Regions from separate parts of the Mus musculus genome. Here regions 1, 2, 4, 5, 6 and 7 are each linked to region 3. Evidence: chromatin contacts called from public Hi-C, HiChIP or PLAC-seq and promoter capture Hi-C data. All regions are on one chromosome and are shown on one strand. Each heading gives the region's core, a stretch centred on a gene start, on an enhancer-like site or on the middle of the called end of the contact. The rest is flanking DNA. Distances are from core to core; before and after follow the strand shown. Region 1 overlaps Tmcc3 (transmembrane and coiled coil domains 3). Region 2 overlaps Plxnc1 (plexin C1). Region 3 holds the start of Mrpl42 (mitochondrial ribosomal protein L42). Region 4 has its middle 13 kb from the start of Gm40744. Region 5 overlaps Cep83 (centrosomal protein 83). Region 6 holds the start of Plxnc1 (plexin C1). Region 7 holds the start of Tmcc3 (transmembrane and coiled coil domains 3).

Region 1 (3,464 bases), core at 459-2,958, 960 kb before region 3:
GGACCTCCACATAGGTGCTGTGCAGAACATACCCACATGTGCACACATATATATGCACGCACACACACAAATCAACAAATGTAAAAACAAAAAACTTAAATAATCTTGGATCCTTGAGAGGGAGGAGGAGGAGGAGGAGGAGGAGGAGGAGGAGGAGGAAGAGGGATGGATGCAGCTTAGACTTTGGGTCTGCGTTCAAGTCCAGCTTTTATGGAGATTCCAAAAGGCAAGGCAGCCCACTTAGGGTTAGGTGGTCTTACAAGTTGGGTATTCGTGTGGGACAACTATGAGCAGAATTGCTAGGTGTCACAGGGATGCTATGTTAACCCTTTGAGGAATGTCAGGGTTTTCCAGTGGTTGGTCATGAGCATCCCTGCCAGTGTACGTAGGTTGTAGGTGTCCCATCTCCTCCCCACCGCTCCCTGTCTCTTTCTGTCTGCTGAGTAGTATCTCATGGCAATTTTGTGCTGAGAAAATTTTTCTTTCCATGAAAGTTGTCCCTATACACGCTACTAGGTAAAATATCCTTAACTTAATTAACAGTCCAGTACAGATGCACATCCTGTGTCATCCTAGGCAAACGGACAGGACATTCACTCATGGTTCTCCCATGGGGTAGCTGCTGCTTCGTGAGTATGATAGTAGAATATGAACATCTTACCACTGTAGCCAGCTGGAAGCCAAAATAGAATCCATGCCCTCTTCTGAGACAGGCTGCCCAAAGCTGTGAATTCCCTCATCAAGAACAAGTGGCTGAACAAATGCTTGGCACCCAGAGCCAGAATAAAAGCTAGGCAGAATGAATGAATAACTCTAGCTTTGGGAGTCAGGCACAGTTGTCGCGTGGCAGCTTGATCAAGCTACTCAAGGCTGTCGGAACCTTGGTGGTAGTAACTCCGTCAGTCACACGGTGAGATGCGAAGTGCCGGGCTCAGGACAGACACTCAGCTGACGTTAACTCCCTTTCCATATATAGCTTTGTTGTTAGCATCAGATATATTTTTTTTCCCAGATAATGGCAGAGCAGAGGATTCATTGTGTTGTTTAGATATCTTCTCTTTGCAGAGAAATAACGAGCTCTTGGCAAAAAAAAACCTTAGTGCTGGTAGAAATGGATACTGCAATTTGGTAGCTGCTGACTGACACGTGTTTGCCAAACAGCTATTCAGTCTTGAGCAAGCTCACCTAAAAGCGGGGAAAATGGGAGAATCCTGTAGTTTTATCCTCTTTGCCAGGTATTTATTTGGAAACAAATATCTTTGTAAAGTCCCAGCTTAATTTTTTTTTGTGTGAATAAAATGTTGACACGCTTTGGCTTAAGAGTTCAAACTATCCTATGTGAAACTTAAGTGTTAGTCGACACAAAGGTGTCAGACGCTTTCCAAAGGCTCATTGCTTTGATTTTTGATTTTTGGGTTTTTTTGGTTTTTGATTTTTAAGAAAATGTTGGTCTTTTTGTCACTGGAGTCTTTTGGGTTTTTTTTTTGTTTGTTTTTTGTTTTTTTTGTTTTTTTTTTCTTGCCCTGCAGGGAAGTCCTAGTAACAGGCTTCATGTCTGATTGGGTTCCATGGCAACAGAGGTTGTGACTTTATTAAAAGAGAGCCCGAGCATGCCAAGAAAGATAAAAATCAGAACATGGGAGATGTCCGAAGAGATGCATGTGTTCTGAGGGCCGTGTGCCCTGGAATGCAATCGGTTTCTCGTTCGCTGTCCTTGGTCTCCGTTAGCAATATGAGGCCCACAGCGTTGCCCCTGAGGTCACAGGGTTCAGGGCTCTCTCTTTGAAAACACATTTACATGTTTGCTTTTCATTCATTCACTGATCTTGCTTTTAATATCTTTTGATGTATTAGGAAAAATCCAAGCAGTTATGTGAAGAACCTAGGCAGGAAAGGATTCTGGTTTTTAAGGTAGGAGGAGAATATATGGCATCCCTTTTTGGAACTCATTACAGCTGTAAACTGTGCGATGGTGTGGGAGGGCCAATTAGAGGCAATTATAACCAGCTCGAGCTTTCCCTGAGTCAAAGCTTGCTCTGAGCTTTCCAAGCTGGGTCCTGGGAGGGTGGGGCGGAGCAGAGTGCTTCTCCTCCTTGTTTCTCAGTTAGAAAAGCTGATTCTGGTCTACAAGCGGAGCGTCTGTAGCAGGGCTTGCCATCCTTTCTCTCCCGACCACGACCACAAGAGGCTGGCAGTTGCCAGGACCAGAGCTGTTTGGCTCAAAGTGCTAACAGGAGCTGAGGAAACAACGGTGAGGTGGTTGAATCAGCCTGCGCTCCTGCCTTCTTGTTGCTTTCTTTCTCAAGGGTAATCAGTCAGGCCTTTCCCCTCATTCTGATACTGAAAGTGAAAGAAACCGAGGGGCCGGTCAAATCAGACAGGTCACCCTGTCTGTCATCCTCTAAGCCGGTGGGTGGCACGTTCTGACCTGCATCCGGAACTCAGACTTTGTTAGTCACGTACCCACAGCTGCCTCACGGTGAATCAGAAACTTCGCAGATACTTGGACTCTGATGATTAAACATAGCAGGCAGTATTGGTCTGTGAGCAAAGAATGAGCTCACCACGTTCTGGGCCCCCGAGCCATAGTTAATCAGACCTTGGGGAAATTATGTCACTCAGTCAGCCCTGGTTCCGTTCTTCACAATGAGCTCGACCTGAACAGATGCTTCTCAGACTTCCCTGTGTATAATATTACAGCCTGGGCTCCAGCCCAGGACACGGAACCTCCTAGAAATTCTGATTCACTGTCTCGGGTGGGGCAAGGAGGGTTAGAGGCCCCAGGTGATCTCATGAGTAGTTGTTCTGGAAATACCGCTTACCTGGCTCACTGATGGCAAACTAGTTGGAATCAAAACTGGAGGGAGAAGGGAAGCTGTCGGGTATAGATTCCCATTGATCAGGATTAGGCAATGGTGGCCAGGCTCAAAAACAGGGCCCCACTTTCCCAGCTCCCTTCTCGGCTCAAACATAGCTGTCTTCCCTGCCTGCCCCCCACATCTCTAAGGAACCAGAAGGGGCCGAAGTGATGAGAGGCCAGTTGGGTTTGTTCGTTCTCAGTGGCTCACATCCCGGGGCAGGGTAGCTCTGAACACTTACACATTCGTTCCTAGACTCTTGGCTCTCTGCAGTGTTGTCCCCTCAGATAGAAGTGTTCACTAAGGACTTAATTCCAGTGGGCAGGAGGCAGTGGCAGAGACATCGGAATTACCTAGGGAGGTTGTTTGAAAAGAGTGGATCTGAGCCCTAAAGATTCCCCGTCACGCAGAGCCCTGGTTATTCTTTTTAATATGAAGCATTTTTACAAGGAAAACCCATGTTCTTTTGAAGATTTAAAACTAAAGCTATAAGAAACCAGACCCCAACCAGCCCTCCTGAGTACAACTAACTTCAAGTTCAGGCGCACACGTGTAGCATAAAGGAGATGACCACATGGGGTCACTTAGATAATGGACGTGCACACA
Region 2 (3,384 bases), core at 334-2,833, 660 kb before region 3:
GAGACTGGGAGGGAGAAGGGATTAATACTCAAGCAAGCTGGGAGCAGCATTCCCTCTCTTTGTTTTCTGTAACCTTGGAGCTAAGGATGGGTGGACAGAGGATCTAGGTGGCCACATTGGAGTAAGAACACCATTCTTTATCCTGAACACATTCTGAAATTCCTGCCTTAGCACTTCTGCGATAGGGTGAAAACCCACTGGACCACAATACCTACTTCCTTAACACCAACGTCCTAAAAGAAAAACCAGCAACAGGGTCTCCCTCGCTCCTTACCCCTAAGACTGAGCCTGTTTGTGTGGGGAGCAACCCTTATTTTAAAGACAGCTTCTCGGTGACCGTCTCTGGTCATTCTATTTTCTTTGACTCTCCCACCCTCACCCCTGAAGAAAAGCTTCGAGCAGATTCTAGACATGCTTTCTTCATCCTTGGTGCTTTCTCTTCTACACAGCCACCCCCCACCCCCATCTCCATCCACAGGGATGCTGAAATGGCTAGCCTCACCATCACCAGCCCTCTAGACCTACCCTGCAGATGGCATTCCAGCAGAGAGCTCCACAGGCATCTATCTGGTGGTGTCTCAGTCACACTTAGACCTGTCCCAGCCATGCCTGAAGCATCCTCATTAACTATCCTCTCCAAACTACCTTAGGCACCGTGGATAAAATGACCCTCATGCCACTCCTTGCCAAAGACCCCCAAGACCTTCCTGCCCCCATTGCCTACAGAGCCAGGGGTGATGGGGAGCTGTCTCGGAAATGTAGAGCCGTATTGGGGGATGATTCTCCCTTGCGTGGCCCTGTATGGTATTCAGCCATCTCTATCACCCATCCCAACCCAGCCTCTAAGGTTCCAACAAAGCAAACGTGAGTGGTGTTTTAGTCTAGAATAGGTCTAGAATAGGTGAATACCCTCTTCTGTGCTCTGCAATCAACTCCCTGCTTCCTTACCTGCTTGCTGGTCTAGTCTTTTCCACTGAACTCCATTAGCTTAGTCTCAGCCCTACCCACTCATGCTTTCCCTGGGAAACACATCATGGCTTCTTGGACTCATGAGAGATGGAAGGAGCGGGAGGACCCGGCACTTGTCACCAACGATGCTGCCAGTGTCCAATGCCAGTGCAGGTCTGCCATCTCCCTTCATGAAGGTGGGGTTGGGTGTTGTGGGGGCAGAAGCTCATTTACTCTTTGTTCTTGCAGCCAGAAAAAAAAATGGTTTTGCATATAGTAGGTGCTCAATAAATGGGACATGTTCTGGGAAAGAGACCGTGTTTCCAGGTCTCCTGGCTCAGGCTGTCCCTCAGGCCAAGGGCCACTACACAACTGAACAGGCTTCCATCACGGGAAAATGGCCAGAATCAGACTCAGTGTGAGGCTGGGAACTGGCCAGGAAGTGTGCCAGAAGTGGATGGGCATGTGTCTAGGACAAGGCCGTAAGAAAGATGGATCGCTACACTCGTTTCCAGGCGTGAACACCTACTGGTTGCAAGTAGGACAAAGTGTTTGGCCACCCTCAGCACTGCTGGCTTTGGCAGGAAGTGGTCAGGTTGAGGCCCAGAATGGCTGTTCCCTTTACACTAGAGAAAAGGAGGAAGGAAACGGAAGAACATTCAAGAAGCACCTATATAAGCAACAGTGTACCTAGCCCCTCCTCACAGACACCCATGGCTTCACCCTGAAGGTTCCTGTGAGAACGTCAAGGCTCTTCTCAGAGAACTAAACCCTTAGGGGGACCAGACAATTCCCACAGTCTGGGGATGGGGAAGCATAGTGGGGGAGGGGCGGAAGACAGTGGCCACAGGACCAAGAGACAATGACAAGAGAAGGAATGTTACTTCAGCAGGTCCCCGACCTCCCTTGGTGCTGTTGGACCACATACTTGTCACAGGCTCTGTACATAGCACCCCAACCATCCACAACGACTTTCACACCTATTCAGAAGTGTTATCTGATTAAAGCAACGTGCTACATGCGTCGCACGAGGAGAACGTGGCAGGTCTTAACACATGAAATTCTTTTCTGGTTCCTCTATGCGGCAACCCCAAATAACTCCAAGAATGAGATCTTTCCGTCACAGCAGAGACAGTATAGATCACATGAAAGCAAAAGTTTATAATGCCGAAGTCGTAGAAATGAAACATACCCTTCCTCCAGCCCCCCCCCCCCCCAGTTTAGTATAACTTACATTTATGTTCACATTTGCGTTTCCCTTCAGCTCGTGTGAAATGATGAGGTTGTCGATGACGTCAAAATTTCTGCCCATGATGGTTATGTTTTGCCCACCGCTGCAAGGGATCGAAGGGCAAGGGTGAGCCACCGGCGTTCACGATTTCAAACTAAACTATTAACTGATTCACAATTAATGTTAAGCTCGGTCATATTTGGGAGACAAGGAACCAATTTCAATTTAAAAGACGTTGATAATTTTAGAAGTCTTTAAATGGTACTGGCTGCAGACTCATGGTTTCTAAGACATACATATAAAAAAATACAGGTCAGCCCCGTTTCAGTTCTGGGAAAGTGCCCAAATTCTTTAATAGAATCGGAGCTTTCTTGTGGTCTTTCGCCACACATAACCAGATCATCTGCTGTACCTTGGAAGCATTTCACGGGACAAAAATCTCATTTGATTACAGTTTAATCTATGAGAAGATGACCCGCTCTCACAATTTCCACGACCAAACCCTCTAACCCACCAATTATATTTTATTTATAGTTTATTTATTTAGAGGGAAACAGGGAACACACGATAGGTGGACAAGCTAAAATGGCGAGTGACCTTAGAAGTTTGTATTCTTGTTTAAGATATGGGATTTCAGTGTACGGGGAAGGTACACAAATCTCACCAAAACCAAACAGTGATTTCACCTAGTCTCAAGGTGTCACCAGATAACATCGGAGTGGTCACCCAGTGTGAAAGAAACAGCTGCCTACAGCTCTGGTTATTCTCATGGGTCACCAGACACTTGTTCTGGGGTGGCAGGTCCACCCCAGACACTGTATGGCCACTTGACAATCTGCCTCAATTTTAAGAAAACCAACCCAAACATCTTCTCCTGATTCCAGATGGTGGCACCTCCTCCTTCTTGCTCAAGGATGAGGAGCACTGAGACTCAGGGGCTCAGCACAATCATGGTGACAGGCAGCCATTTGATGAGGAGGAAGCAGAGTATTGTGGTAGAAACCACGCATCCTGGGCCCAGCTCTCAGGGAGCTACGTATATTGCTTGAACTGCAGCCGTGCCTTGGTTCACCCCTGCCAAAGGGACAACCCACCGTTGGGTTCTCAGAGTTTTTGTAAGGTTTAACCAGGTCAGCAGCTATACCATGACTATGTGGTGAGTGCCACATCCGGGTTACTACTTATACATAGGGCATACTTAATCT
Region 3 (3,410 bases), core at 588-3,087:
CATCTTTTAAGCCCACAACAGGATCATTCTGATAAATCAGATTTTCTTCTTTCTCTACTTAGTGATCTTTCCACAATGATAACAGCTTTATAATATTCATAGTTACAATGTAACATAACTTATTAATCCCTTCTTTGACTGGCATTTAAATTTTGTCCCCTTTTTATGACTGCAAATAGGAGGCATAGAGAATAACCAAATGCTTTAAATATTCTATATTTGAAAAACCACAAAACATTTTTAAGCATTTAAAAAAAAAAATCTCACTTACTTTGGATTGGAAGTAAATGCTTCCAGATAGTTCTGTTTGATATCGCCCATTTTACTGCCGCAGCCATGATCCTTAGCAAGTGATTTGAAAAAACGATATTGTGAAGTGAAAGCTGTTGCTAGGCACACAGATTTTCGTTCCTGTTTAAGAGAGAAAGAAAATCGGCTACAAAGGTAAAGTTAAACACTAACATCAAGGTAGGAACCATTAGCTAGTGCTCATCATTTGAAAACAAGGCTTTTAAACCTGGCCGTTCCAGTTTAACAACAGGACAAAGTCACTGAGATCAAAATATGAGAAACAGAGCAACTATTCCGCTATCATTTCTCTTAAGTGCAACTTTCTCAGGACTCTGCACAGTCGGCTTCACTTACTGAGTGCTTAGCAGAATACGTAATTAGAAAGTCACTCACACATAATACACGCTGCAAACTCTTCCTCAAATGCTAGTGAGTCTACATTCTAGCTCCCAAGTCCCACCCATAGGATCCTATCACTTACAGTAATGCTGTTTCTGATGAAACTAAATATTCAACATGAAAAACTTAAGAGGAACCCATCGATGTCACTATCTCATCTCCTGTCACATAACATTTAAAGATGCAGCAAGCATATTTATTTCGAATCATGAAAATTTAAAAGGACTTGCTTCCAAAGACTTTAGTGTTGCTCACTTACAAACTGGAAGATTTGAGGCAAGTCATTAACTAAACGACCTTCCAATTCTTCAGTGGTAAACTTCAAGAAGCAACCACAAATTTCATGAGATGGTGTAAATAAACGGTAATTACTGTGCCCCTATTCTCTATTGGTCTCAGTGACCCTCTATAGGCAGGAAAGGGATTAGGATAGGGCTCTCTTTATTTGCACGCAGATGCCAGACATCCTAAGAGCGCCGCGAATGGCAAACCCTGAGTTCATTCAGCTAGTTATTTATGCCTTGCAACCCACTTTCTTAATATTCTGTGCTCTTTCAGTTTATTGGGAACGAAGGCTGAGAAAAGTCAAATGCTTTATTTTGGTAGTTCACTGTCTAACTGGTGGCATGCACGGAAAGAAAACCCACGTCTTCTGATTACAAGTCCAAAATCAAAACGTTTGTGGGGACCTTCCTCTGCTCCATGCTAGCATACCCAGGGGAGGGTCAAACTATTGCTCCAAAGAGAGACTTTCCAGGATGAGCCCCTTGGCACGGAATTCAGTTCCAAACCAAACACCCCGGTGGGGCTGAAGTTCGAGCAACAGTAATACAGGGACTACCACCCAGGAGCCGGTTCAAAGACTTGAATCAGGAGGAGTCTAAGGAGTCGCAAGGTCAACTTGGTGCAGGCTGACGCCCGCATGCACGCCGAGGTGTGCTACAGGAAGGGCGCAACCACACGCCGGCCCTTCTGCAAGATGGAGCCTGGGGACACCGGCAGCCTCGTCCTGCCTCCAACGACAGACATTAAAGCCCTCAATGCCTACGGACAAGCCTTCCGGGCCTGTAAGGAGAGGGCAGCGGTACCTCCACGGCTACTCACCGCGCGCTCGCCATCTTGCTTCAATCTGGGTCCTAAAGGCGCCGTCCAGCGCGCGCTATACGCGCGCGAGGCACTCTGGGAGTTGTAGTCTCTGCCAGGAAAGTAGCCCTAGTTGCAGAAAGAAGGCGGGGCGGGCAGCTGTGGCCAGGCTGCATTTGTTGTGGCCCCTTGGACTCAGGATTCCCAAAGGTGCCCAGACAACAAAATCGCTACCCTCCCGATTTTAGTAGCAGGAACTATTTAAAATAACATCAAAACCAATGTTATACTATTATTCAGAGAATATTAACATTCTCTAAAATTTATGAGCCTATTGGCACCAAATTCAGCTCCAAACCAAATGGATGAATGTGTTTTTCATAATGGATCAATTAAGTTTTCTCAGAGAAGACAAAATGCCAGAGAATTCAAATGAGGGGCCCAGGACTGATATATTTGAAATGAAACCTAGAGAAGCTTTCTCAACCAATGGATCTGATAGATGTAGGAGCTGAAAGGAGAACGTTCCGGGTGTGGCTTTGTCGACTGACTAGGTTAGTCAACAACCTACAGGAGAGGAAAGACTGATAGAGCAGGTTAGAAGTTGTCTGGTAAGGGTGGGAATGGATTCCATTCAGGAGCTGTTGATTTGGGGATTCGCCTGAGACACGCAAGCGGCGATATAATGAAGGTAGAGAGATTTGTTTAGAGAGTAAAGGTTGGGCTAGATAGGAGTATAAAGCCATAGGATTGAGGGCTGGGTATGGAGCTTGGTGCTAGAGCATGCCTGAGACCCTGGGTTTGATGTCTGGCACCACAAAAACATGAATAAAGCTATGAGAATAATGAGTTGGTCAACACATTGACCTCGCTACTCCGGAGACTCCTCCTGCAAGTCTTTAAATGGCTCATGGTTGGTAATCCCTGTGTTCCTGTTCCTCAAACTTCAGACCCACCCACCGGGGTGTTTGATTTGGAACTGAATTCAGTGCCAAGGGGCTCACTCATCCTGGAACGTCTGACCCTCCCCTGGGTATGCTAGCATCGAGCGGAGGAATGTCTTATTGAGATGTAGCTAAAATGGAAGAGGGCTCCAAACAGGGCCAAGGAAATCTAACATATATCACCTAAGAGGCCACCTAGCATGGGAATATCTGAAAAGAGACAGTCCAACAAATAATTGTTAGTATTCCTTCTAGACTCCGCCCAATAGGTAGACCTGTCTTGCTATAAAAGTGGCTCTTTGGCCCCCTGCCCCCTGTTCTCTCCCCCTCCTCTTCTCTGTCTCTGTCTGTACCCCCTTCTCAACTCCCCTTCTCATGCCTCCAAATTATTCTATGCTACACCTGTGCTATGGCTGGTACCTGGAGGGTGGGGTTGGGGACGCCTCATCATGAGCCCACCAAGGCAACCCTTCCAACCTAATTTGCATGGAGGTCAGTAACTTTCTACACTCTGACAGTACATTCAAAAGTTGGGTCTAGTTGAAATATAAATTTTTCCATGCTTCTGAGTTTCATACAGACCGCGAGTTATAGTTTACTTTGCCTTCAAAGTTCGTATGACAAATTGACATTATATTTGCACTTCTGTCTTTTCTTAAGAGCTTAGGAACAATCATGGTGGTGCAAGCCTTT
Region 4 (3,654 bases), core at 894-3,393, 530 kb before region 3:
AGGGATTCCAGGCCAGCTTACGTCACTAAGAGAGACCCTGGAATTAAGGAAAAGGACAAGAAGACAATTTATAAGACTCCGGATGTAGAAGCTATAATGCAGTTAGAATATAAGATGTGTCAGGACAGGCCATCAGAGCCCTGAGAAGCAGACAACCTGCAACGCCTTTAACCCATTCTGGCTTCTACAACACTAAAGAGTAACATGATTCTTGCTATATCCACACTGTTCTGTTGCTGGCACAGTTAAGCCAAGGGTCAGTCCATCAGGGATGACTATGGTTCCTCTCTTCTGTTGTTCTCAGTTTCTAACCAAGAATCGTGGTTTTTCCAAATTTGACCCCAAATCAGTGTCCCGTGCGTCATTTGGTGCTTTATTGCCAGTGTGCTAAGCTCCCGTCTGAAGCTGCCTTTTGCGACTTTGTGGGTTCTTCTTTCTTCCATCCTCCTCCACCCTTCAGCCCCCTAACCCTAGATAAGAGTGAAAAATAATAGAGAAAAGGAAAGAGATTCCCAAATAAAGTCAGAGGTCAAAAGAGGGTAACATTATTGGTAGACTGCTTCCTGCTGATTATAGGCGTCGAGTTCCTTGGGGGTAAGTTTGATCTTTACCATTGGGATATCTAATTTCTTCTTGTTGCTTCTTCTTTGTGCATCACTACTTAAAAACAGCAACCTACCACAACCAACAGCAACCAGCAAATACTACCCCCCCCCCCGCCCCCTGCAACCTCTCGTGGGGCCCAGAATTCCAAACATTACACAATTGTAGAAACTATCTGCCTCTGGCAAGATCACACCCCTGCTAGAGCATGAGGCAAATCACAGTCAGCTGCTGTGAAGCAGCCTCTTATCCTCACCCGGGATTAAAACGAGAACATATTGTTATAATATTTCCATGTTTTTTAAAAGAAACCAAGATTCCAAAGTTGTCACTACACCTAGCCATCCCTGCGGGAGGGGGGGGGGTTGGGAGGGGGGATGGCTAAGTACAACCATTTTCTTCCCTCATATGGGGTACTCTTTTTGCTATTGTAACAAGGCACAAGGCAAAACAACTTAAAGAAGGGCAAGCTTATTTGGGACATGTACGCATACACAAAAGTCAAGAACTGGGGCCAGGAACATCCCTGAGTTTGTACAATACTTGCACATGAATATGGAGATCTGAGCTTGGATCACCATAACCTGCAAAACGAAGCAACCTCTTTGCAGAACACCTGTAGTCCTAGTAACAGGAAAGGAGAGGTAGAGACAGGAAGATCTCTGGATGCACACAGGCTAGTGAACCTGGTATACGTGGTCAGGTTCCAGGCCAATGAGAGACCCTGTCTCAAAGGAAGATGGAAGACATCGAGAAATAATATCTGAGGCTATCTTTTGGAATCTATTGATGTGCTGTGCATAAGTCCACACCCCTCAAACATGAGCACACACACACCACACACACACACCAGAGCAAGCTAAGACTGGATTCCATGAAGTTCTAGCTTGAGAATCCAACTAGTCTAGGTCAGTCACACACTGCATTTTCTTTTGGAGAGTAGCAACAGCCAGGAGACAGCTTGAGGTACTAGAACATTCCTCAGACTGTAGGGCCTAGTGGAATTGAAGACAACGAACAAGCTGCCTTCTCCCTCACTTGTAGTTGTAGGTAGCAATTAATGAGCCACAGGAGCATATAAGGGGGCTGCAGACTGGGTAAAGCTCTGTATCTCTGGCCTTTTCTATGCGTTAATACACAGGACAAAAGACTACTTACAGAAAAACTCTGTGAGGTTAGACCCTGGACCCTGATGGGCAGCACACAAGAAAACATTTCTCAAGGCAAATGGAGGAGTCATTAAACACTGGGCACCACCTCAGAGGCCTAACCTCATTCTTATTCCCTGTGGTTCCAAAAGTGTGTGTTGGGGAGGAGGCGTTATCTATCTCTCAGCATTTTGAGCCAACCACACATCTTGACTTATCTTTAATGAGTCATTTTCTAACATGTAGCTTGCTAATTGACAAGGCATTAATTTCAGCAATAAAAACAAACGTTGGTACTCATTTACAAATAAAAAGAAGCGCTGTCTGTTGATTGACATATCCTCTGTGGAAGGAAGTGTAGCCACCTCAGGAGTTAATTCTCCCTGACGAGAGCTAAGTGACTGCCCTTGGATGTGTGCCTTCTGATAGTGGCCACTTAGCAGGTACACCATGTTGCCCTGGTTTTGCTAACAGACCCAAAGGAGGTTACAGAAATATACCATGAGTTAGGACAACTTAGGTAAGCTGACATCAAGTGACTTAAGTTTTCACAAAGAGAAGTAGCCGGATTCCAATGGCTCTGAACCTGGATGGATTTTTCCAGTTTCTATCCACAGCCCGTGCTTCCTCAAACATGATGTGTATCGGAGTGTAACTCACATGTCCTTGGTCGTTTCTCTTCTGGAAGCTTCTACCAGGATTCCATTCTTCTGGACTTCAGCCAGGACTCTGCTCCACGGCAGGGGTAGACTTTCCAAGCCTCAACTGCCCCCCCCCCCGACCGTTTGGGAGCCGAAGTTTATGTACTGGGTCTGACAGGATTCTAATTATTTGTTCTCTGCAAGGCTCCCATTTGTTTCAGACATTGTCACACAAGTTTTGCTTCATTTAACTTCAATAACTGTCATATGGTGTTTGCTTAGTGTTTCCTCAAATTCCAAATCAACCAGGGACAGAAAACTTTCTCTTTTGGCAGAGCTTGCTGAGCGACAACCTCTTATGCCCAGCCCCCAACCCTACTCAGTAGGGAACTTAAGGAGAAAGAGGTTTTCTTATTTCCAGGGCTTACTGCAATGGCTGGCACTTATTTATCTTTTTTTTTTTTAACATTTATTTATTTTTAGGTTTCACACATGAGTAGTATATACTTTTTTCTTTTCACTTTGCATCCTGCTCCCTGCCCCCCTCCTAGTTACTCCCTCCCATAATCCTTCTCATCCAGCAGAATGAGGCCAGTCTGCCTGGCCCCAGTTCTTCTGAGCATGTGTCTCTGTCCTTTCTTCACCCTCTCATTTCTGCACATAATGCCACAAGGAACAGTTTTTACTATTTTTTTAAAAGACTTATTTATTTTACTTATATGAGTACACTGTAGCTGTCTTCAGACACACGGGAAGAGGGCATCAGATCCCATTCTCCTCTGAGAGGGTGAGAACTTCTCACCCTGGGCAATCCCCCTTGAGACCCATCCAATGGGCAAGCACCAATCTCTGACACTATTAATGATACTCTGTTATGCTTGAAGACTCCTGTCTTGCATGGCTGTCCTCTGAGAGGCTCCACCCAGCAGTTAATCCAGACGGATGCAGAGACCCACAGCTAAATAGTGGATGGAGCTCGGGGACTCCTATGGAAGGATAGGGGGAAAGACTGCAATTCATGGTTTTTGCAAAAGGCATATGGCTGAGTTAATGATGTCTAGGGGAAAAGATTTTTATCTTAGTTCATAAGAGGGAAGACTATTGTTGCTCATACAACAGGTCACATTTTTACAACCTTCACTGTGTGCCAGCTCTGTTGTAAGTGGTTTGTGTATAGATACTCATTTAATTTATATGAAAATCTATCTTATGCAGCAAACAGCCCTATCTCCATCCTACAGAGGAGGCAACTCAAACACAGA
Region 5 (3,400 bases), core at 538-3,037, 730 kb before region 3:
TAAAACGAGCTTAAGAATTGTAATGACATACAGTGTAGCTAACAGCTTTAAGTAATTCACTATTGATTGCAGACAGATAATCATTACCTGGCTCCAGATCCCATCAGGTCCTGGCTCCAGATCCCATCAGATCCTGGACAGGGATGCAGCTCAGCAGCAGGGCCCGCTCAGCAAGTGCATGGCTCTGAGTGAAATTCTCAGAGACAAAACAAAGTACTGGATTTTATCTCAGTAGAATTTAACTTTTGTTTCAACAAGTACAAGCAAGCTAACATGACAGGATTTGTTATTCTGATTTTTAGTGACCATGGTATTGATACTAAAATTCATATTATAGATTAGTATGCAGAATAGCTTTTAAATTATGTTATTACTAGGATATAACTTAAGACGTCATTTATATAAAGTTTATTCTACACAGAAAACATTCTGCATTAAGACTTAATATAAAAAAAAGACTTAATATCAAGCTTGGTTTTTGTTTCCCCATTTGGATATGGTTACCTTTATGTACTATGTAGCCCTGACTGTCCTGGAATTTGCTAAATAGAACAGGCTGGCCTTCAGCTCAGAGAGATCAGATTGCCCAGGCCGCTGTAGTGCTGGGGTTAAAGGTGCTAGCTACCACACCAGGCAGCAGGTTTGGTTTTAACTGCCTAAATTAGGCACAGTTTTCATATCTTGATGTTTATAATTATTGTTTACATTTTAAATGCTTATTTTGTCAGTAAAAAAAAGTTTCTTTACACAACTTAGATGCTCTAACTTCAATTTCCTAACTTACTTAAAAGACACAACAGATGTATCTAATTCCAGAGTGTTTCGTGTAAGCATTGTGTACATGTTATTCTAAATACAGTGTCATATTCATAAAACTTGCTCTGCAGCAACAATGTGAGGAAACATGTGGGCACATAAGAGTCACCATAGCTGGAAAGGGTAGGGCATGGTCAGATAGGCAGGGAGTTTGAGAATACTGGCCATAGTGCCTATTTGATCTAAGAATTTCTGTTCAGTACTTGGCATGTGTGCCTGTTCTCTGGCAGGACACTGGAGGAAAAACAGATCCAGTGGTTGGAAGAAAAGCACAAGCTCCATGAGCGAATCACAGACAGAGAAGAAAAGTATAACCAAGCCAAGGAAAAGCTACAGCGCGCAGCGACTGCTCAGAAAAAGGCAAGTGGTTCTTAGCTACAGTGCTTTCTGTACTGCCAAACACTTTCCCAGAGTAAGATGTATTACTGGCATATTTAACTTGATATCTAAACATCACACTTTGTTTTAATTTTGCAGAGAGAGTTAGTTGGGGAAATCCAACTAATAGGTATATTCCTAAAATATTTTAAAGTTAATATATATTTTCTTATAAGTGATATTTTTCAGAGCCAATCTATACAAACACGTATAGCTAGCTCATCACAGTGTGATGACCTGTTTCAATTATACTTAGCATCTGTAATATTGCTTTTGTGGTTAAAGTCTGGGCCAGAGATAGAGCTCATAGGTAAGAATTATTCAGGCATATCCACCAAGTTCTAGATTAGCCAGGACTGCTTGTTGCCATAGACAGGCTACATGCCTGTCTCAACAATAACAAAAGAAGTGTTTGTTTCCAACTCAAAAAACAAACTTGCCCCAGCAGTAGGATCTTGGACTTCTCCTTGGCTTCTGAAACTCTGACAGTTCCTGCTTTGATGCTACAGATTTGTCCTCTGTAGGCATATGTTCACATTCTTGGAACCAGTCCAGTACTTGATGAAATGATGTAGCCAGATGATTCATCTAGTCGGTAGTTTACAGCTTTTCCTACTACACACCGGCTGTGGTACTCTCCTCGGCTGGGGCTCATTGCTGCAGGGCTTCAGCAGTGATTTCCAGCAGGCCTGGAGTGTGCCAAGAGACAAGCTTGTGTGTGTGTAGTTGTAAGTTACCATTTCATAGGTTCTCCTCATAGTGACATTGGGTATGGAGAAGAAATACAATGTGAATGAAAGAAATATGCCCTAGGAATAACAGTATCTTAAGATCTGTATATATTACTGAATAGGTTTAAATAACTGAAGACACTCTTGTAATTCTAAAAGTAGTATAAAATTGAGATTAGAAGATATCGTTTCTTATATAAGAAACCCAGCATTTTATACCCATAGGAAGTACATTTTTTTCTCTTTTATTGGCCACTCATATTCCTTTCTGTCCATGTATAAATTTTGAAAGGCTTTTAGTGTTGGTGAAGTTTCAGTGATTTTTTTTTTGATGACTCATAATGACCTTAGAAATGCCACTGTACTTCTTGTATTGTGTTTGAACTTCAGAAACCTCTGAATTAAGAAGTCTTTAGAAAGTCTTTCGACTTTTTGTCTTTTGCAGATAAACTTTCATGTTCTTCCAGTATTAGGAATAATTGTTGTAGAGACCAGAACCTAATTATTGAGGTTAATTTGGGTTGACTGCATTTGGAGCAAAAGTGACATCCAGTGGTGACAGAGATTATTAACTGATAGTAGGTGTGCCAGAAAGAGGGCAGAGAGTGATAGGTTAAACCTATCAAGTGATGCTGTACCATTATTGTAATGATGCAGTCTCCCTTTTTCTTAAATACTTAACTGGTGGCTGAGAACATAGTATTATCTCACTTTTAGACTGTGGTTTGTGTCGGGAGGTGGAGGGCTAAGGGGGCAGGTGCACTCCTTGTGCATGGAGCACTGCCACCTCTGTCATTCTCTGCCTCTTCCTCTCAGGCAAGGTGCCTCCAAACCTAGAGCCTGGGCCTGGTTTTGAGGCTAGGCTGGAGCCACCAAGTTCCAGTGATCTTCCTCCCTTCCACGCTTTTCTCTGTGCTGAGAATACCTGGTCTGTTAGGAGAGTGTTGGGATCCAGACTCCAGGTCTCTGCTTATGCTTCACCAGTGTACCATCTCTCTAGCTCCTCACTTCACCTTTTGTTGTTGTTTTTGAGACAGAGTATCATGTAGCTCTGGCTGGCCTGGAACTGTATAGACCAGCCTGACCTTGAGGTCTGGCTGCCTCTGCCTCTTAAGTGCTGGGACTAAAGTCACAGGACACTATACCCAGTTTATTTATTTATTTATTTATTTATTTATTTATTTATTTATTTATTATATGTAAGTACACGGTAGCTGTCTTCAGACGCACCTGAAGAGGGCATCAGATCTCATTACGGGTGGTTGTGAGCCACCATGTGGTTGCTGGGATTTGAACTTCGGACCTTTAGAAGAGCAGTCGGGTGCTCTTACCCACTGAGCCATCTCACCAGCCCCCCCAGTCCACTTTTTAAAACGTGGTGTGTGAATTAAAATTTAAGTCATAGACGATTGCTCAGTTTAATCCAGTGAATAGCAGTGACCTGAAACTATCACACCCTGTGGAACACTGTTCTA
Region 6 (3,632 bases), core at 443-2,942, 560 kb before region 3:
ATAGCTTTTTCTGTAAGGGCATTAGTAACTGTTAGCTCAAAGGGTCAAGCCCACATGTCCACTGAGACTCTGGTCTGGAGAAGCGGTTAGGAACAGAGGATAGCCCGGGCCCGGGGGGTTGGGGGGAGCTCAGTCCTAAACAAGCGCCCGCATTTGTACTAAAAAGATGAGAGGCAGCCACTAGAGTTTTGAACCTCCCTCCAATCCTCCCCGCTACCCCGTCACCCTTTCTACACGCTCCCTTTGGGGACCCCAGACTGTGCTTTAGAGTAGCCTGCAATCTCGGCCAGTCGGTGGTGTAGTGAACCTGAGACTTGGTAAGTGTCACCCAAGACTCCATCTGAACCCCGGGGGCTGGACTTACGCAGTTGTGCTCAGTCGCTTGAAAGTCCCAGCTGCAGCTCCTGGCGTGCGCCTGGATCTCACTCATCCTGAAGAGGCAGAGAGCCGTGGTGGCGGGGGAGCGCCTCTCCTGGCCCTCTCCAGTGGCCGCGCTGAACACGCCGGCCCAGATGTCCACAGCCTCCACCAGGCTGGAGGAAAGCAGTAGGCGGCGGCCCTCAGGGTGGCCGTGGTCGCAGTCGAGGGCAGCCTGGCCCTGGAACAGCACCTCTGTGCTCTGCGCGATGCGCGCCATGCTGGGCCAGCCGGTGGCAGCGCCACTCGTGTAGTTGTAGGGATAGTAGGGGAAGTAGACACTGCCGTTCCAGAGAAAGGCGTCCACGAAGTGCAGGCTGCCCGCACTACCGCGCAGTTTCAGGCGGCCCAGCTCCTGCGTGGCCAGACTGCGCCCCTCCGTGTTCTTGAGCGCGATAGCCGTGTCGCGATCGGATGCTGCGGGGTTGCAGCGGTTCGCGGTCTCCGGCTCCGGCAGCACATAGGTGGCGGCCACCGCCAGGTACCAGAGGTCGGTGCCACTCGCGCGGTACACCACACCAGCCGTCGAACCCTGCGGGTGACATGACACCACCTCGGTGCCGTTGCGCAGGGAGCTGCGGTTCAGGTTGCCCAGGGGCCGCACCTCGCAGGCGCCCCGGTCGAAGGTCCAGCCGGTGAGCAGCAGCCCCTCGAGGCCGGTCGCCCCCTCGCGGTAGGGCAGCAGTAGCTTGCTGAAGCTGCTCCCGGGCCGGGGCCGCGCGGGGGGCGCCAACGAGACGGGCTCCGTGCAGTTGCCCGCTTGGTCCCGGTATAGGCGAGAGAGCCTGTTCTTCAGGCTGTAGTCCAGCTGGTCCAGGCAGCTGCCGCTCGCCACGAACACGCCGTCCGCCCGGCTCGCCGCGATGGCTCCGATGGCTTGCTCAGATCGCCACACCGGCTCGTCCGCGCCCCGGGCGGGCGCTGCCAGCGCCAGCAGATAGGCGATCAGGGGCAACGGTGCGGCGGGGTACGGGGGGCGCGGCGGCGTCTTCCTCCGGGAGACCTCCATGGGGCTAGGGGGGCCGCCCCCGGGCAGGGCGCGCGGCAGCTCGGGCAGCTCAGGCGCGCGGCGACGGAGACGCGGGCGGCGGTGGCGGCGGCGGCGGCTCCTGCGCGCGCTCGGGCTCCCGCGGCCGCCCCATCCCCGCGGCTCGGCCGGGAAGGAGTGCAGGGAGGACGGCGCGCGGCGGGCTCGCTCCGGCAGCCTGTGCCGCGGCGGCAAGCCCTGCGCGCTCCGGAGACGCTTCCTCCTCGTCCGCCTTCGCCGGAGAGTTCCTCTGTGCGGCGCGGGCGCTCGCGGGGAGGCGCGGAGGGGAAGGGAGGGGACGGGCGGAGGGGAGCGAGGCGGGCGGGGAGGGCTGGAGAGGTTGGGTGCGCTTGTGCGTTTCACTTTCCCATTGTGAAAGTGGGATGCAACTGGCCCCTTCCTCATCCTCTTCCTCCTCCGCCCTCCGCCTCTCGCCCGCCCTCCCTCCACGCCCATCTCCCCTCCCTTCTTGATTCGGTGAGATCGGGAGGAGGGAGGTCTCGTAATTTGGGTTACTGTGTAGGTGGCCTCTTTCATCTATTCATAACAAAGCTGAGCCGCCTGCCGCGGCCGCCGCGGCTGCCACCATCGCCCCTTGCTCGCCCCGGGTTCCCCCGGCGCCGGAACCGCGCACCGAGCTGGCTCCCGCGCTCCCCAGCCCGCGGGGCTGCTCCAACGCCCGGGTTTTGTTTACGAGAGCAGCCCCGGGCAAACGCGAGGCTCGCGGAGCCAGGACCCAGGGTCGAACGGGTTGCGGCGGAGGCCCAGGGCTTGAGCCCCTGGGAGGCTGCCAGGGCGGCTGACAGGTGTGGAGCGGCGGGAGGGGGGCCTGAGAGATGCGCCAGGGGGCTGGGGCCAAGCGGGAGGCGGCTGAGGGGGACCAAGACGCCCCTGTGACCGGGGGTGGGTTTCCCTCGGTCAGAGTGAGGTAGGAGAAAGGCGCCACACTCTCGTTGTGGACAATCCCTCGGGCCAGAGCTCTCATATTTGAAAAGGCTCCCTGGTCTCCCTTGGCAACGGAGTCCCAGGCTCTCAGATATAGCACTTAGAAAGTTCTGCTCACTATCTAACCCTAGTGACAAAAGCTAACATTTATTGAGAACTTGCTCCGTTCTGGGCATAGTTCTAAATGCACCATGTAGATTTTGATTCACTTGATGCTTGGGACAAACAGTATTAATTAGTGACTTGTATCAACCCTACTCGGCTTTTGAGAAAGGTCTTGGAGAAGCTATGGAACCTGCCCGGGTACAGCTGTTAGCAAATAGCACAGCAGAGATTCGAATCCACACCTCACACCGGAGCCTCTTACAGGTTTCTTGCTAGTCCAGTGCCACCTGTGGCCACTAAACTACACTCCCCAGAGAATAAAGGCAAAGGTACATTGGGCTCAGCAGCCAGGGCTCGCATCTCAAGAGTCCGGAGCTCTCTTATGTTTCTAGAGGGGCTCCCTCCACCACTTCATCCAGGTAGCAACTGTCAGCTGGGGTGCTCCCCCCTTCCCCCACCTCGCAAGCCACCGAGAATTTCTGGAACAGAAAGATCACTGTGCTCTGGGGAGCAGGCAAGCTCATGTTTTCTCAGAAGTGGGCTTCCCAGAGGCAAGCCTTGGTGCCTTCAACTCTGTGGTGAATGGAGAGGGAGCTAAAGACCCGTATGGGTCCTTAAGAAATGATCTGCATTCTTCCTAGATCTTCCTAGGACTGCAACTGGTTGCTGTGTGATCTTCTCTTCTTAGCTCCAAGTCAGCCAAGCTCTGGATAGGAATCTGTATTGTTTTTTAAGGGGGCTCTGAATGAGCTTCCTCACAGGTCACCTGCTGCAGGTTTTACACTTCCACAGAACTGCTTAGATCTGTTCCTCCCGCTGCTGAGATGGGAGCTTCGAAAGGCAGAAGGGAGGAGAAGGAACTGGGCAAGAAGCTTGAAAGTCTAATCTAGATGTACAGTACAGTATTAGGGGGTGGGTGTAGCTCAGCCAGGCCTTGACTTCCATTCTCTCTGCTGTACACACACACACACACACACACACACACACACACACACACACACTATTCCTTCAGCAGTGGCTTTTAAAAGATGGTCCGTGGCCATCTTTCCATGTGCAACCTCCTCTTTGGGGACTGGCTATCCTTGTTTCTCTCTGCTGATGGGCAGTGCCGATGCTCTCAGATGTTAGCTGGAGGTCA
Region 7 (3,446 bases), core at 207-2,706, 990 kb before region 3:
CTCTACTTTTGTGGCCACATTTAAGATGTATACTCAGTGAAAAAACGATCAATAAACAAACAATCCTCCCATCTGCCCTGTAGCTGCTCAGTTCTCCTTTCCCAACTTAAGCTGCTTGTTCACTTATTCCTGTAGCTTTTTTTTTATCTTGTCAGAAATGTGCCCTGTGTATATATAAGCACAGGCATATATCTATATTTATGTATATGTATGTATGTATATGTATCTATATTTCTCTATATAGATATGATACACATTGCACTTTCAATAAATGGTAGAACACTATATTCTCCAGCACCTTGCTTTTCTTCACTTAACTATACATGCTAGAAATGACTCCACAGAGGGCCATCGCAACTGCTACACTTGTCTAATACTCCACTAAGTCGACATGCTTGGTTCCCTGGTCTCCTTGTGAGTGAATGACACATAGGTCAGGTTGTCCTCAGTCTTTGAAAAGGCCTCCTATCGAGAGTTCTTTATCTTTCATCAATGCCTCTCACAGGACTATCAGATAGATGTCTTAGACTTCCATCCTGATCTTGTCAACTTCTGGTTCAGGGAGCCCAGCAGCTTGCCAAACACCCACAGAACAAAGCTGAACTTAATGTTGAAAGTACATTCCCCCCACCCCCTACCCCCGACTCTCCGTTCTTCTACCTGATCCCTTTTTGCCTGAAGACACCCACTAAACCGACACCTTGAGGGTCCCCTCCCCCACCCCCACCCAACGCACAGACCTGTTTTCTCTCAGCCAGCTAGGGGGATAAACACCTCCTCCCCTCCCTGTAGGCAGATCACACTGCACTCTGAGCCTGTTAGGATCAGTGATTTAAAACCTGCCAATCCGGTCTCAGGGGCACGTCTCACGAAACCACTGGACCTTGTGTAGTTAATTTGGGGGTTAGGCAACCGATACCGCATTGATTACCAATCAGTACTTTTTCTCTTCAGATTCCAAATTCCTTGTGGGCAGGGAGCACTCGCTGGGACTAGAGAACGCTCAAGTGGAAAGATGTCCCGGTTTCAAAGTAGCTTACAACACAGTGAGTCACACAAGCACAATTAAGATACACAACACAGTGGGAGTGCCGCTCCGTGGAATACTAGATGGGAAAATGCCCCTCCGTCCTGGAATCCTTAGCCCACTGTCCAGGTCCAGGAAAGCTGTCCAGCAAGTAAGTGTGCCTGTTGAGTGAAATATGTATATATATTTCATTAAGGCATCCGGCAACCTCCTGTGTGCTCAAACCCGTCTTTTTTATCACACTCAAGTGGGTCCATAACCTGTGCCAGCGTCGCTCATCTGAGCCGGGAGAGGCGTGGGAGCGCGTGGGCCCCGTTCGCAGGCAGGGAGGGCAGCTGAGCCCGGCACCTGGAGCGGGTCTAGGCGCCGCGCGGGCGCAGGGGCGGGGAGCGGGGAAAGGGGCGGAGACTGTCGCCCGCCTCCCCACCCGGGCGGCGGCGCAGGGCCGCGGGGTGTCGGCAGCAGCTGCAGCGGCCCGCGCCACCCCCTCGGCCGCGGCTCCGGGGCGAGGGTGAGCGGAGCACGGCGAGCAGCTGCCACCCGGCGCCGAGTGGAGCGGCAGCCCCGGAGGACGCAAAGTTGTCAGTCTAAGCGCAGACATGCCGGGCAGCGACACGGCGCTCACCGTGGACCGGACCTACTCAGACCCCGGCCGGCACCACCGCTGCAAGAGCCGGGTGAGGGCGCGCGCAGGGCGGCGCGGGGGTGCGAGTCTGCGTGGGGAGGGCGCGGGCCGGGTCGGCTCGGAGGCTCAGCACCGTAGAACCCAACGCCGGCCTCTCCCGGCCGGGAAGGTCCGGGGAAAACCTGCGGCCCGGGGACGCTGGGCCACCGCTGGAATCGGAGGCTAGCCAGTCCTATTCCACGACGGTGTCGCCGGGCTCTCCTCCCCGCCAGAGAGCGCACGCTGCCTGCCGGGTCCCCGGGACTCCCAGGGTCTGGCTCCCTCCCGGCACAGCCACCTGCAGGGCTCTGCATTGCTGCTGCGTCCCCTGCCTGGCAGCTGAGTCCCCTGCACTGTACGCCCGGGACGCGCTGCCCAGGTCAAAAGTCGATCTCGGCATGGACGCTCCGGAGTTGGGAGCCGTGCAGAGCGGGTGCCTTCGCCACGGTTTGCAGCCTAATTTGCTGTTGCTGATTTTGGCTGTGAGCGAAAATAGCTCTTCTGAGCAAGCTGTGGAGACCGGCCATGGAGGGCTTCACTATAAAGACGGAGGCCACAGCCCCAGCTCTGGGCCCCTCCTGAGGAACACTTTCCCTTTTGGGAAGCTCAAGTGTCCAGCAAGGATGTGACACCCCCCCCCCCATCCCTTCTTTTGACGGACTAAAGTGCCATTTGAAACAGCACCTCCTCCACTCTGGCAGGCGGCACCTGGAGTTGTTCTCTGAGCCTCCCAACTTCTGGCTTGTCCGAGGAACTGGGGATTCGATGTCGGCTTTCTTGTATAAAGTTCGTAGAGATAGACCGGGCAGAGTTTCTACCCTTCCACCTCTAAGATCAAGTTGCGGCCATAAGTGATAGGCATATGCAGGGGTCCCTTATATATAATGTGGGTATGCAGTCACAATTTGAAACAGTAGTCGATTCTCCCAGAAGTGGCATGTTTACCTCATTTCTCTTTTCACTTTAGCGCCTCTTAATCAATTTAGGAAAAATGATTAAAAAAAAAAAACCCACAAATTTAATGAGTTTGGTGGAATCGCTCCTGCATCGACCGACTCTTTCTCGGTTTCATTAGAAGTTTCATAACAGTGCACCAGGAAAGTATTCCCAAACTCCCTAAGAAAAACATTTAGAGTTTTGGTTACCTGCAGTCAGAAGTTTGCTTGGGAGGGCAACTACTCGCGAACCCAGCTGACTGAAGGAAAGGTCTTTTTTCATAAAACATTTGTAACCCGGTGGGGGTGGGGGACAAACGTAATAGAGCAGTCACAGGTGAGACGGTAATGCTAAGATAATTTGAGAGCCTGGGTTGTCATAACTTAATGGTCTCTGTAAGCAAGCAGGGTTGGTAACTCCTGGGGGCTGGTGAGCTTGTTGACAAACTTGGAATGAGCTTGAATGAGTTGTTGCGGGTCAGGTAGAGGTGGGAACTGGTGCTCACACACTCAGTTGGGGAATGGAAGGACTAGCTGAACTGCAGCGTCTTCCCCACACCTGTCTCTCCTTAAAGTGACCAAGACATCATGTCAAGGGGATTTTTTTTTTCCTTAAAAATCCTGCTTATCACGTTTTACTTGTTACATTATCAGTAGGGAGATACTGGATTTGCAAGTAAACTGTGCAGTACAACTGAGTTAGGTGCTGGATGGACTGACTAGTCTCTGTAATTAGTCCACTGGGCAGATGAAACCTAGTGAAGGCAGAAGACATGGGGGGGGGGTAGGGGGGCGGGGCAGGAGTTGAGTGGCCCAGATC

What was found. Promoter capture Hi-C pulls out the DNA fragments that hold promoters and counts their contacts. A called contact is a pair of places that touch in the nucleus more often than the background predicts. HiChIP or PLAC-seq counts read pairs in DNA pulled down with a chosen protein or histone mark. Capture Hi-C pulls out chosen DNA fragments and counts their contacts.
Region 1: an HNF4G HiChIP or PLAC-seq map of pancreatic cancer cells shows a contact between it and region 3. The contact joins the enhancer-like site here to the promoter of Mrpl42 in region 3. A contact is called at or near these places in 3 of 39 promoter capture datasets (the C10 cell line, liver and pre-B cells), 1 of 484 Hi-C or Micro-C datasets (B cells), 4 of 115 datasets of contacts at active chromatin or transcription factors (astrocytes, large pre-B cells, memory CD8 T cells and 1 more) and 2 of 9 other capture datasets (adipose tissue and liver).
Region 2: a contact with region 3 is called in a promoter capture Hi-C map of neutrophils, with 5 times the contacts expected there. The contact joins the enhancer-like site here to the promoter of Mrpl42 in region 3. A contact is called at or near these places in 2 of 39 promoter capture datasets (the C10 cell line and neutrophils), 4 of 115 datasets of contacts at active chromatin or transcription factors (astrocytes, bone marrow-derived macrophages, fetal liver and 1 more) and 2 of 9 other capture datasets (adipose tissue and liver).
Region 4: a contact with region 3 is called in a promoter capture Hi-C map of the HPC-7 cell line, with 6 times the contacts expected there. The contact joins the enhancer-like site here to the promoter of Mrpl42 in region 3. A contact is called at or near these places in 11 of 39 promoter capture datasets (the 3T3-L1 cell line, the C10 cell line, the HPC-7 cell line and 7 more), 2 of 484 Hi-C or Micro-C datasets (bone marrow-derived macrophages and cortical neurons), 19 of 115 datasets of contacts at active chromatin or transcription factors (the 230-238 cell line, the SCID.adh cell line, acute myeloid leukemia and 13 more) and 3 of 9 other capture datasets (embryonic stem cells, liver and macrophages).
Region 5: a Hi-C map of bone marrow-derived macrophages shows a contact between it and region 3, with 12 read pairs. The contact joins the enhancer-like site here to the promoter of Mrpl42 in region 3. A contact is called at or near these places in 3 of 39 promoter capture datasets (the HPC-7 cell line, hippocampal neurons and liver), 1 of 15 datasets of contacts at CTCF or cohesin (the NIH/3T3 cell line), 1 of 484 Hi-C or Micro-C datasets (bone marrow-derived macrophages), 1 of 115 datasets of contacts at active chromatin or transcription factors (pro-B cells) and 2 of 9 other capture datasets (adipose tissue and macrophages).
Region 6: a contact with region 3 is called in a promoter capture Hi-C map of liver, with 5 times the contacts expected there. The contact joins the promoter of Plxnc1 here to the promoter of Mrpl42 in region 3. A contact is called at or near these places in 8 of 39 promoter capture datasets (the C10 cell line, the HPC-7 cell line, cranial neural crest and 4 more), 1 of 484 Hi-C or Micro-C datasets (embryonic stem cells), 16 of 115 datasets of contacts at active chromatin or transcription factors (SST interneurons, VIP interneurons, astrocytes and 10 more) and 3 of 9 other capture datasets (adipose tissue, liver and macrophages).
Region 7: a promoter capture Hi-C map of pre-B cells shows a contact between it and region 3, with 3 times the contacts expected there. The contact joins the promoter of Tmcc3 here to the promoter of Mrpl42 in region 3. A contact is called at or near these places in 2 of 39 promoter capture datasets (liver and pre-B cells), 1 of 484 Hi-C or Micro-C datasets (the G1E-ER4 cell line), 3 of 115 datasets of contacts at active chromatin or transcription factors (astrocytes, cardiomyocytes and embryonic basal ganglia) and 2 of 9 other capture datasets (adipose tissue and liver).

Annotation. Positions count from the first base shown.
Region 1 is chr10:94,543,318-94,546,781 of GRCm38.p6, forward strand. The region is part of intron 1 of Tmcc3 (transmembrane and coiled coil domains 3); the gene reads left to right. Among named protein-coding and RNA genes, the nearest start is that of Gm40743, 30 kb to the left of the region's middle. Within about 2 kb of position 1,709, at least 300 of the 459 cell types and tissues checked have an H3K27ac peak or open chromatin away from gene starts, as enhancers often do. A contact at or near this core is called in B cells, adipose tissue, astrocytes and 3 more, where this site is marked.
Region 2 is chr10:94,845,333-94,848,716 of GRCm38.p6, forward strand. It overlaps Plxnc1 (plexin C1), which reads right to left. Exons shown (of 31, transcript NM_018797.3): 12 at 2,183-2,282. Among named protein-coding and RNA genes, the nearest start is that of Plxnc1, 98 kb to the right of the region's middle. Within about 2 kb of position 1,584, at least 32 of the 459 cell types and tissues checked have an H3K27ac peak or open chromatin away from gene starts, as enhancers often do. A contact at or near this core is called in neutrophils, where this site is marked.
Region 3 is chr10:95,500,112-95,503,521 of GRCm38.p6, forward strand. It overlaps Mrpl42 (mitochondrial ribosomal protein L42), which reads right to left and starts at 1,838. Exons shown (of 6, transcript NM_001359476.1): 1 at 1,795-1,838; 2 at 272-411. The coding sequence starts at 338.
Region 4 is chr10:94,972,593-94,976,246 of GRCm38.p6, forward strand. No RefSeq gene overlaps it. Among named protein-coding and RNA genes, the nearest start is that of Gm40744, 13 kb to the left of the region's middle. Within about 2 kb of position 2,144, at least 4 of the 459 cell types and tissues checked have an H3K27ac peak or open chromatin away from gene starts, as enhancers often do. A contact at or near this core is called in the HPC-7 cell line, where this site is marked.
Region 5 is chr10:94,769,899-94,773,298 of GRCm38.p6, forward strand. It overlaps Cep83 (centrosomal protein 83), which reads left to right. Exons shown (of 16, transcript NM_029852.2): 13 at 1,047-1,176. Among named protein-coding and RNA genes, the nearest start is that of Cep83, 83 kb to the left of the region's middle. Within about 2 kb of position 1,788, at least 27 of the 459 cell types and tissues checked have an H3K27ac peak or open chromatin away from gene starts, as enhancers often do. A contact at or near this core is called in the NIH/3T3 cell line and bone marrow-derived macrophages, where this site is marked.
Region 6 is chr10:94,943,153-94,946,784 of GRCm38.p6, forward strand. It overlaps Plxnc1 (plexin C1), which reads right to left and starts at 1,693. Exons shown (of 31, transcript NM_018797.3): 1 at 365-1,693. The coding sequence starts at 1,426.
Region 7 is chr10:94,513,401-94,516,846 of GRCm38.p6, forward strand. It overlaps Tmcc3 (transmembrane and coiled coil domains 3), which reads left to right and starts at 1,457. Exons shown (of 4, transcript NM_172051.3): 1 at 1,457-1,704. The coding sequence starts at 1,627. It overlaps Gm40743 (a long non-coding RNA gene), which reads right to left and starts at 1,479. Exons shown (of 3, transcript XR_871960.2): 1 at 1,288-1,479; 2 at 932-1,188.